2 separate regions of the Hordeum vulgare genome follow, and region 2 is linked to region 1. A link is a contact called in public Hi-C data. All regions are on one chromosome and are shown on one strand. Each heading gives the region's core, a stretch centred on a gene start, on an enhancer-like site or on the middle of the called end of the contact. The rest is flanking DNA. Distances are from core to core; before and after follow the strand shown. Region 1 holds the start of LOC123449733 (probable protein phosphatase 2C 28). Region 2 has its middle 130 kb from the start of LOC123449733.

Region 1 (4,213 bases), core at 560-3,059:
CGATCTGAGGCTTCACAGACCATTCCTTGCTGACTACGGAAAGGAAGCCGTCCTCGGTTGCTTGGAAGGCTTTCCGGATCACATCGGCCGACATGCACTTGTGCTCGGTTGCAAATCCTGAAAGGAGATTGTTTTGTTTATCATACACTGACACTAACAAGGCTAACAATAAGTAAGAAACAGCCGCCAGAAACAGAAAACCAATGAGTAACAGAACAATGTCACCATCAACAGAAGACATAAGCAACTACTAGAAGAGATGAATCTATTCTTCCTGAAATATTATACTAGCTCACTGCCGGTGACCACCCCATGTGTGATCCAAGCTTAGAAATAAGTCTACTGAACCTGCAATATTTTGTTCATCTTCTTCTGTCACAGCAATGAGTAGCAAACTATCACAACTTACTTTTTTTATGAGGAAAATTATCACAATCATCCTCACAAAAAATGCAACGCAGAACATCATACTGACACACCAATAGTTGGCATTTGATGATATCATCATCAGTGGCGCCTCCCAAACTTAAAAGGAAGGGGATAATCAGCAGCAGATTCTCTTGCTTTCCTTCTCTCTCTTTTTTTTGCAGAAATTAGGAGATGGGGATTTGAGATGGAGCTTACTTCTGAGATGGTGGAACATGTTGTCATTGATGAAGCGGGAGGTCTCCGGGCCGCCATGGCCATCATAGACGCCGACGAAGGTGCCCTGCGGGCCGGGGTCGGCCATGGAGAGCGAGCCGGACTCCACCTGGCTCTGGTCCTCCAGCAGGTTGTTGGCCTGCACCACCGCCATGGAGAACTCGCCTGTGGCCGCCTGCCCGGCGTCCTTGTACCACAGCAGCCCGTCCTGCCGGCCGGCGGCGTCCGAGCCCTTCTTGCCCCGCCGTCCGGACCGGGACCGCGCGCCCCAGCACGACCTGAAGTAGTCCATCACCGCCGCCATCACGCCCTCTCCCCGCAGCTCCTCGACGGCATGCCCACCGCCGCCCTCCGCGCCTGCAACCAAACAGAATCGTCAGTACGGGTCAGATCAAGTTCTTCGCCGGCAGCTGGATCGCGGCCAAGGATCAATCAATCAGCCAAGAAACCGCATCAATCCCGCCATCCCTAATCAGCCAGCGCAGAGCGCGGAACCAGATCGAGAGAAAGATACAAGGCATCTCTCACCTTTTCCCCCCCCCCCCTCTCTCTCTCTCCGTCCAAGAACTCGCCGCCGAGTTCGTGCTCGGATTCTTGGAATCTACCACCGGCGAGGTGACTCTCAGATCTGGCGCGGACGGGCACGAGCTCCGTCGCACGAACAGCGAGGACTGGCTGGACTGGACTGGCGGCCGCGGTCCGGGATCAAAGAGAATCAGCCAGCCAGCCAACCAACCGAGCAAGGAAGGAGCTTGACAAAAAGAGAAATTCCCTCGCCGGCCTCCTCGCCGCAGTCCTGCTGCTTTACTTTACTTTACTTTACTTTTCTCCCGGTGGCTAGCTAGCTAGCTACGCCCCCAATCTTTGAACACTCGCTGGAAGAAGGAACAGCTCAGAGGCAGTGGTGGAAGCCGCACCCAACCCCAGCGGCCCAGCCTACTGCTACTGCTATTGCTACGACTACTGCCGAGACCCAGGTGAGCGAGCGGAGGCAGGAAGGCGAGGGGACAAAGAAGCCATTAAAAGAAGAGCGGGGAGGGGGGGACGGGACGGGAGGGAGGTCAGGGCCAGCAAGGCAGAGGATGGGCTCCTACCAATCCTGATTCTTGTGTGACTGACTGGTTGTGGTGGTGTGGACTGCTACTGCTGCTGCAGGTGCAGGGCTATGCGTGCTCCCTCGACCTCGAGCCAGGTCAGTCAGTTCCCCTTCTTCCTCGCTCTCTCCTCACCTCGCCTGCCTGCCATGGGTGAAAACTGAAAAGAAAGAGAGCATCTTTTTATAGTAGTTGTGGTGCTTATCTCTGTTTGCAGAAAAGGATGGCCATCTAGTTTAATCCTCATCGGTATGATTAATAGGAGTACGACTACTATCTCCCCGTGTTATTAACTTGGTCATCCACATAATCTGTCAGAATTTATCATAAAAATAAATGTATCTAGACGTATTTTTATTCTGGATCCATTCATCTCTATCAATTTTCACTTCTGCGACGGTTAATTCGGCCCAAAGGGAGTATATATGAATGAAAAGGACGGTAATCTAGTTTAATTATTACTACACCCTTGTTAAATGTTTGGCACTGAAACAGCTCCACCGTTTTCGAAATCCCTTTTTCTTTACTGTTGTTTGTTTGTTAATGGTGGTTTGCTTCTGGTCTAGTAATGATCTCCCGGCCCTTGAATTGAACCGATCAGCCTTTGATTCCATAATCCTAGTCTAGTTCACACACATGAGAGATGGAATCTTTGATAGTACCAGTTTAAAAGCAAAAAAGAAGAAAAGAGAGAGAGGTAGGGATGCATGTTTCCATGGGGAGAAGGTCAAAGGGGTGCATATGTGCTGCAAACTCATCAAATCTAGCCTGGAAAAAGGCCACCCCTCACTCACTCACATGCATGCACCTAGTCAGATCAGTACTTTTTTTTTCCTCATCCTTATTTTCTTCATTATCATGGACAAAACATTTCGTTCACCATGATACTATTTCATCACAGATGAAGTGCTTTTTTCTAAGGGAACTTGAAGTGCCATTTGAGAGAGGGAAATAATGACCAAGACCTGGTTAATTAACAACCATGGGCCTCCATGCTGCAAGTTTACAGGGCACATAGCTGGCAACGGCGTTTGTGGGGTGTGAACCAGGATGTGCCCCAGCTTGTGTTGTCCCTGTTTCCTTCGCTTTTTTTTTTGTTCCCATGCAAAAGATGATCAGAATAATTTGCAAATGTGTCATCTATCTATAAGGTCCTGTTTGGAACCTTTTTATAATTTATGTTGTCTTCAGGACATGTTATATTGTAAATTATAAATACTAGATGGACAAATTATTAAAAACTTACAATCTACTCTATCCGAAATAAAACCAGATTATGAATTACTAATGATACATTATCCTTGTAAAATTGAAGATAATTACTAATTTCTGTCACTGCCACCCTTCTCTTTTTTTTCTCCTCAGCGCGCTCACAGGACACACAGGTTATTATGCAATGTAAAAACTTGGACTACAGTTTATATAATCTGGCCTTTATACATGTCGACCTAGATTATTTTTATAAACTCGATTATATAATCTATCTTCATAATTCAGATTATCATAATTTATGATAGTTCCAAACAAAGCCTAAGTTGCCTTAAAATTATTAGTCGAGCGCTCTACGGTAACACCAACTGCGTGATTACTTATTCCATTCGCTTCCATTTTCTCTTTTTCTATTAGGATTTTTTTTCTTTTTATTAGGGATTTTTCTAAGGATCGAGAGTCGACCCCGACCTACTTAAACAGACCGCTTGTATGATGCATGTACCATTTTTCTTTAAATGGTTGCATCGACTATCGGTATTTTTGTCAATCACGAACTACTTGATTGGTCGCCACTTGTTTCAGACACGTAATTTGTTTCCCTTCAAAATGGTTGTTTCTGTCGTCGTTGTGACACATGATTTTGTCGATTACAACCTACTTGATCGGTCGACACTTGTGTAAAGCACATATTTTCATACTTTCCTTAAAATGGTCGTTTCTGTCATTGACATGACACATATTGTTGGGATCCCAACCTACCCGATCGGTCGCCGCTTGTTTAAAGCACACATTTTTTCCTTTTCTCGAAATGGTCGTTTCTGTCATCGCCATGACACGTATTGTCGTGATCCCAACCTACTTGATCGATCGCCGCTTGCTTAAAGCATATATTTTTTTCTTTCCTTAAAATGGTCGTTTCTATCATCGCCATGACACGTATTGTCGTGATCCCAACCTACTTGATCAGTCGCCGCTTGTTTAAAGCACAATTTTTTTTCATTTTCTTGAAACGGTCGTTTGTGCCATAGCCATGACGCACATTGTCGTGATCCAAACCTACTTGATCGACTGTCGCTTGTTTAAAGCATTTTTTTTCTTTTGTCACAATGGTCGTTTCTGTCATTCCCATGACATGTATTGTTGTGATCCCAACCTGCTCGATTGGTCGTTGTTTGTTTAAAGCACACTTTTTTCATTTCCTCAAAATGGTCATTTTTGTCATCGCCAAGACACGTATTGTCGCGATCCAACCTACTTGATCGGTC
Region 2 (4,213 bases), core at 886-3,385, 130 kb after region 1:
ATTGTTAACTAGACATGCACATCTTTGGAAAACCTTGTGAGGAGAAACAACATGTTTCTCATCTTATTTCGAGTGATTATACATTCAAACGCGTTTTCGTTGTGTGAGCACTAAGGCCATCGTCGGCAACACAAATGTGATGCCATGTGAAAATATATTACGTTCAGAGCGTGTGTTATTTTCTCTTCCGTTGCAACGTACAGGCTCTTTTGCTATACACCCATATATAAATAGCATTAAATAAAATATCAGAAAATTTCAAAAAGATATATGAAATTTTTTTCTCTTCCTCAATCATGTGCAAATGAGCGAACATATAAGAAAGAAAATGAGGAGTGTGCATGTGTGGATGGACAAATAAGGGACACGGTCGATCATCGACTGAACGGGTCTGCGAACGTTTAGGGGATCACATTTGCTAAGTCCGGCTATAGTGTTGTTAAGCGGATAAAACAGATCCACTTGCAACACCTGAAGGACCAAGTCGCCGGCAAATTACCCCTTGGCAGGGCAAACATTGCATGATAGCAGACAGAAATGCCTTGGTAATTGGTAAACGGAAACGTTTTTGGCCGGTGCGTCGGCCGAACCGTTCGGCCGGCCGCACACGACCGCGCGCCCGTTGACTAGGCATGTAATATTTTTTTCGTTTAAATTATTGCAATCAGTGTCATATTTGTTGTAAGCGTTATTTTTTTGCTCCATTTGTTCAGTAAAAAAGTTGCATATACGTTTGGTTGCAACTTCAGTTCGTCGGATTTTTCGTTACAATCGATGTTTTTTACTTTTGCTACAACTGTGTTAATTTTTGCTACAACCGACATAATTTTTTGCTGCAACCGTTCGCTAAAAAAATTGCAGTCACGTCACGTAAATATTTGTTACAACCGGCGTTTGACTTTTGCTACCACGCATCATCAACTTCTTCTTTTGCTACGATCACGTAGATATTCTTTTTGCTATAAATTTTATTTTTGTTGCAACCGTTCAAAAAATTGTTGCATCGCATCGAAATTTTGCTGCATCAGGGAAAAATGTTGCATGAAGATCCAACAGTGCGGACGCGCGGGGATGGTGGATCGTGCGGCGCGCCGGCGCAGAGCACTGCCCGTTGATAAACTCATCTACCACGTCACGACGCTCGTCATTCCAGTTGAGGGAAGGGGGGGGGGGTGGTTCTTTGAACGGCTCCGATAAAGTTGCCCAATTAATTGGACGTCCGTGTACCTATGAACCTTGACGGCCCTGGGATGCTACATCTGGCAAAGTTTGCTCGCGCCCTTCACCTAGAATGGTCATGGCTTGAGTGGTTGGCGCCAGAGAGGACTTGGCTTGACACCTGGAAGACTAAAACACATGCGACGAGTAGGATATGGACTTATTTCATGGCCTTACAAAGTTCATGAAAGGGGACGAGATCAACGCGAGTTTCGGGGAGTCGGCTTGGCTAAACGGGCTAAGGTCTAAGCACGTCGCACCATTAAATCTTTGACATATCTAGATACAAGAGGTGGTGTGTTAGGAAGGCCCTCTAGAATGGTGCTTGAGTGGATCAAATTCAGTTGTCAAATGACCTCACGGTGGCACACGACCAGGAATTCATCATGCTTTGGACTGTGTTGGCGTAGGTGCATCTTCAGGGATAATTGATGATAACCCTCTTTGTTGGCCGATCCTTGCTCACAGACCCCTTTGATGTGTCATTGACATGTGGGGTTTTAGCGATCTGGGGGTTATTATCAAATCTCCCGCATCTTCAAGACGATTGACGCGACATCATTATCTGGAAGCTTACAGCTTCATGACACTGTTTAGCGCCTTTGACATACAAAGAACATTTTTGTTGTACCACAGCAACAAGCTTCAACGACACGATTTGAAAGAATTGGACGCTTTGGAAGTGCAAGTTCTTCAATTGGTTGATCATGCCTAATTGTGCCAATTACGGAGGAGCCACGCCTAGGCGACCTGATCGGCCCGGCAACCGCTAGCTGTTAATTACTGATCTGATTTGTCAAGAAAAAGGTCCAGGATCGTTGATCTCCAATTTCGCACGTGCTCCTACGTGTCGTGCAAGGACTCGTTCACGCCGTACAAGTAATTGATGGGAGCCACATCACTCACTTCAGCAAAAGGAAGATGTGATCCCGACTGACAAGCCATTCCCATCCGTAGGTTTGTTCTTCTTACACTCTGCCTACAAGGTTCAGTTCAGCAAAAAAGAAGATGTGGATGCCGACAGCAAACTATACTCTATTTTTTGACGATTGGCTCATACAGCAAAACAAGTAGGGGGTGTATAACTTATTTTCCTTTCTTAAAGAGAGGACAATCACGGGCTAGCTTTATTAGTTTATAAACCACAATTACATCGTTCATGACCTTCTAAACTAGGCAGTCTCGAGGTGCATTCACCAAGATACAATGATTTTCATTTTGGAAAGAAAACTAGTTAGCTCGTGAGCCACTTAGAACATCTACATCCGAACATCTACATCCGAACATCTACATCCGAACTAGTTAGCTCGTAACCCGTCTTAAATCCCCGAACAGGCCGTCTGGTCACTCGCCGGTCATAAAAAAATGACTCAACCGGGTCTCCCAAACGGACCTCAAACGCCCAGCCTCATCGACATCCCTCATATTTAACCTAAATATGGTGCGGATATGAGGAATCAGGCGCGCCCGTCACGTCGGCCTGACAGCAGGCCCAAACACGGACTCGTCTAAAAATCCGATGGTCCGACGGACGCCTCAACTGTCGTCGCGGTGTGAACGACGTGTGGTGCCGCTCCGGCTCGCTGCCCGAGGCCATAGCCGACTATTTAAGCCGACCAGTGTCCCCTAGCACTAGCACATCGACATCCTTCCTCCCTTTGGCGCCACCCGAACCCATCCGCTTCCTTTCCTCCGCTCTGCGGCATCAGTATGGTTTGCCGTAGGATCACCACCTACGCTATGCTCATGCCAGTGCGCTGAATGCAGATCGTGGCAGAGATCCAAGCTCGACGCGCCGTCCACATCGTTGCAGGTCTTCTTCCGGACTCGCCGGAGATGGTGGAGGAGGAGGAGCCGCCGAAGTTGATGGATGAAGAGCCAGAGGAGGACGAGGTGGATATCCATGCTCCGGGCTTGAACATGGCGAAGGCGGAGGCGGAGTTCGCCGCTGCCCAAGACGAGAAAATGGCGGAGCATGCACCAAGCCATCCTGGATTCCATCCGGGATGAGGCCGAGATGGAGGCCAGCCGCCGGCTCATCCGACAGAGGTAGGCGAAGGCCGACGCCCTCTTTGATGAGCTCGACGTTGAGATAGCAGCGGAGGAAGCTGCAAGAGAGCAGCCGGAGGCGCCAGAGGGGGCGGAGCTGCAACTGCCGCACTTTTATCCGCCGGAGGGCACGAAGCTTTTCAAATCTCCGGCAAGGAGTGGTTAGTTTGTACATAGTTCGTAGGTTTTTATGTTTGCATGGTTTTGTATGGATTTGATAATCTACTATGAGGTGTCCGATTGCAGTAGTGTTTATTTCAAGCATGACCGGTCACTCCTCGCAGACGCGCTCGCATTTTTCAAGTTTCGGCTGTACAGTCGGACCCCCTATATCCTCCTTAAACGTGTGAAATGCCCTTCCAATCTGTGTCCGGTCAAAAAAAGTTGACCCAACCGGACTCCCACTTTCTTCCTAAACGTCCGGACTGACCTATACCGCTCATATCCATCTTAAATATGAGGACAAAATGAAGGCTCGCAGATGCGTCTAGGCACGTCAGGTAAGTTCGCCACGTAGGACCAGACCCCATCCCGGACCAGCTTTTCTCTTTTCTTGTCCATTATTTTCTTTCTTTCTGTTTTTCTCCATCAATCACATGTAAGTGACCGGTGATATGAGAAGAAAAATAAAAAGCGCGGCTGCGGGGACGAAACATAGGGGCTGAAAACGGACACGCAGGTCATTGACCGGGCGCATCTGCACGCGTTTAGGAGTTGAATTTGCTAGGTCCGCTTCTAGATGCTATTAGGTTCCTAGAGCTTAGCCTTCCCCTTCTTTGTTGCCCAATTTACACACTCCGCAAAGATGGCCGCGGCTGGATCCCATCATTGTGAATTCCCAGTGCAAAACTTGATAACTTTCAGAGAATCTGATTCAGCCTCACTCAAGTGGAATCCCATTGAATTTGCAACGGCGAGACCTTCTCGTATATACATGGCTTTGGTT

Evidence for each region. A called contact is a pair of places that touch in the nucleus more often than the background predicts.
Region 2: a contact with region 1 is called in a Hi-C map of leaf, with 3 times the contacts expected there. The contact joins the enhancer-like site here to the promoter of LOC123449733 in region 1. A contact is called at or near these places in 2 of 6 Hi-C or Micro-C datasets (leaf and seedling) and 1 of 1 datasets of contacts at active chromatin or transcription factors (embryo).

What each region holds. Positions count from the first base shown.
Region 1 is chr4H:583,447,113-583,451,325 of MorexV3_pseudomolecules_assembly, forward strand. It overlaps LOC123449733 (probable protein phosphatase 2C 28), which reads right to left and starts at 1,810. Exons shown (of 5, transcript XM_045127054.1): 1 at 1,737-1,810; 2 at 625-999; 3 at 1-117. The coding sequence starts at 946. LOC123449735 (a long non-coding RNA gene) reads left to right here and starts at 1,786. Exons shown (of 2, transcript XR_006632044.1): 1 at 1,786-1,834; 2 at 2,638-3,020.
Region 2 is chr4H:583,578,101-583,582,313 of MorexV3_pseudomolecules_assembly, forward strand. No RefSeq gene overlaps it. Among protein-coding and RNA genes, the nearest start is that of LOC123449733, 130 kb to the left of the region's middle. Within about 2 kb of position 2,136, at least 1 of the 3 cell types and tissues checked has open chromatin away from gene starts, as enhancers often do. A contact at or near this core is called in leaf, where this site is marked.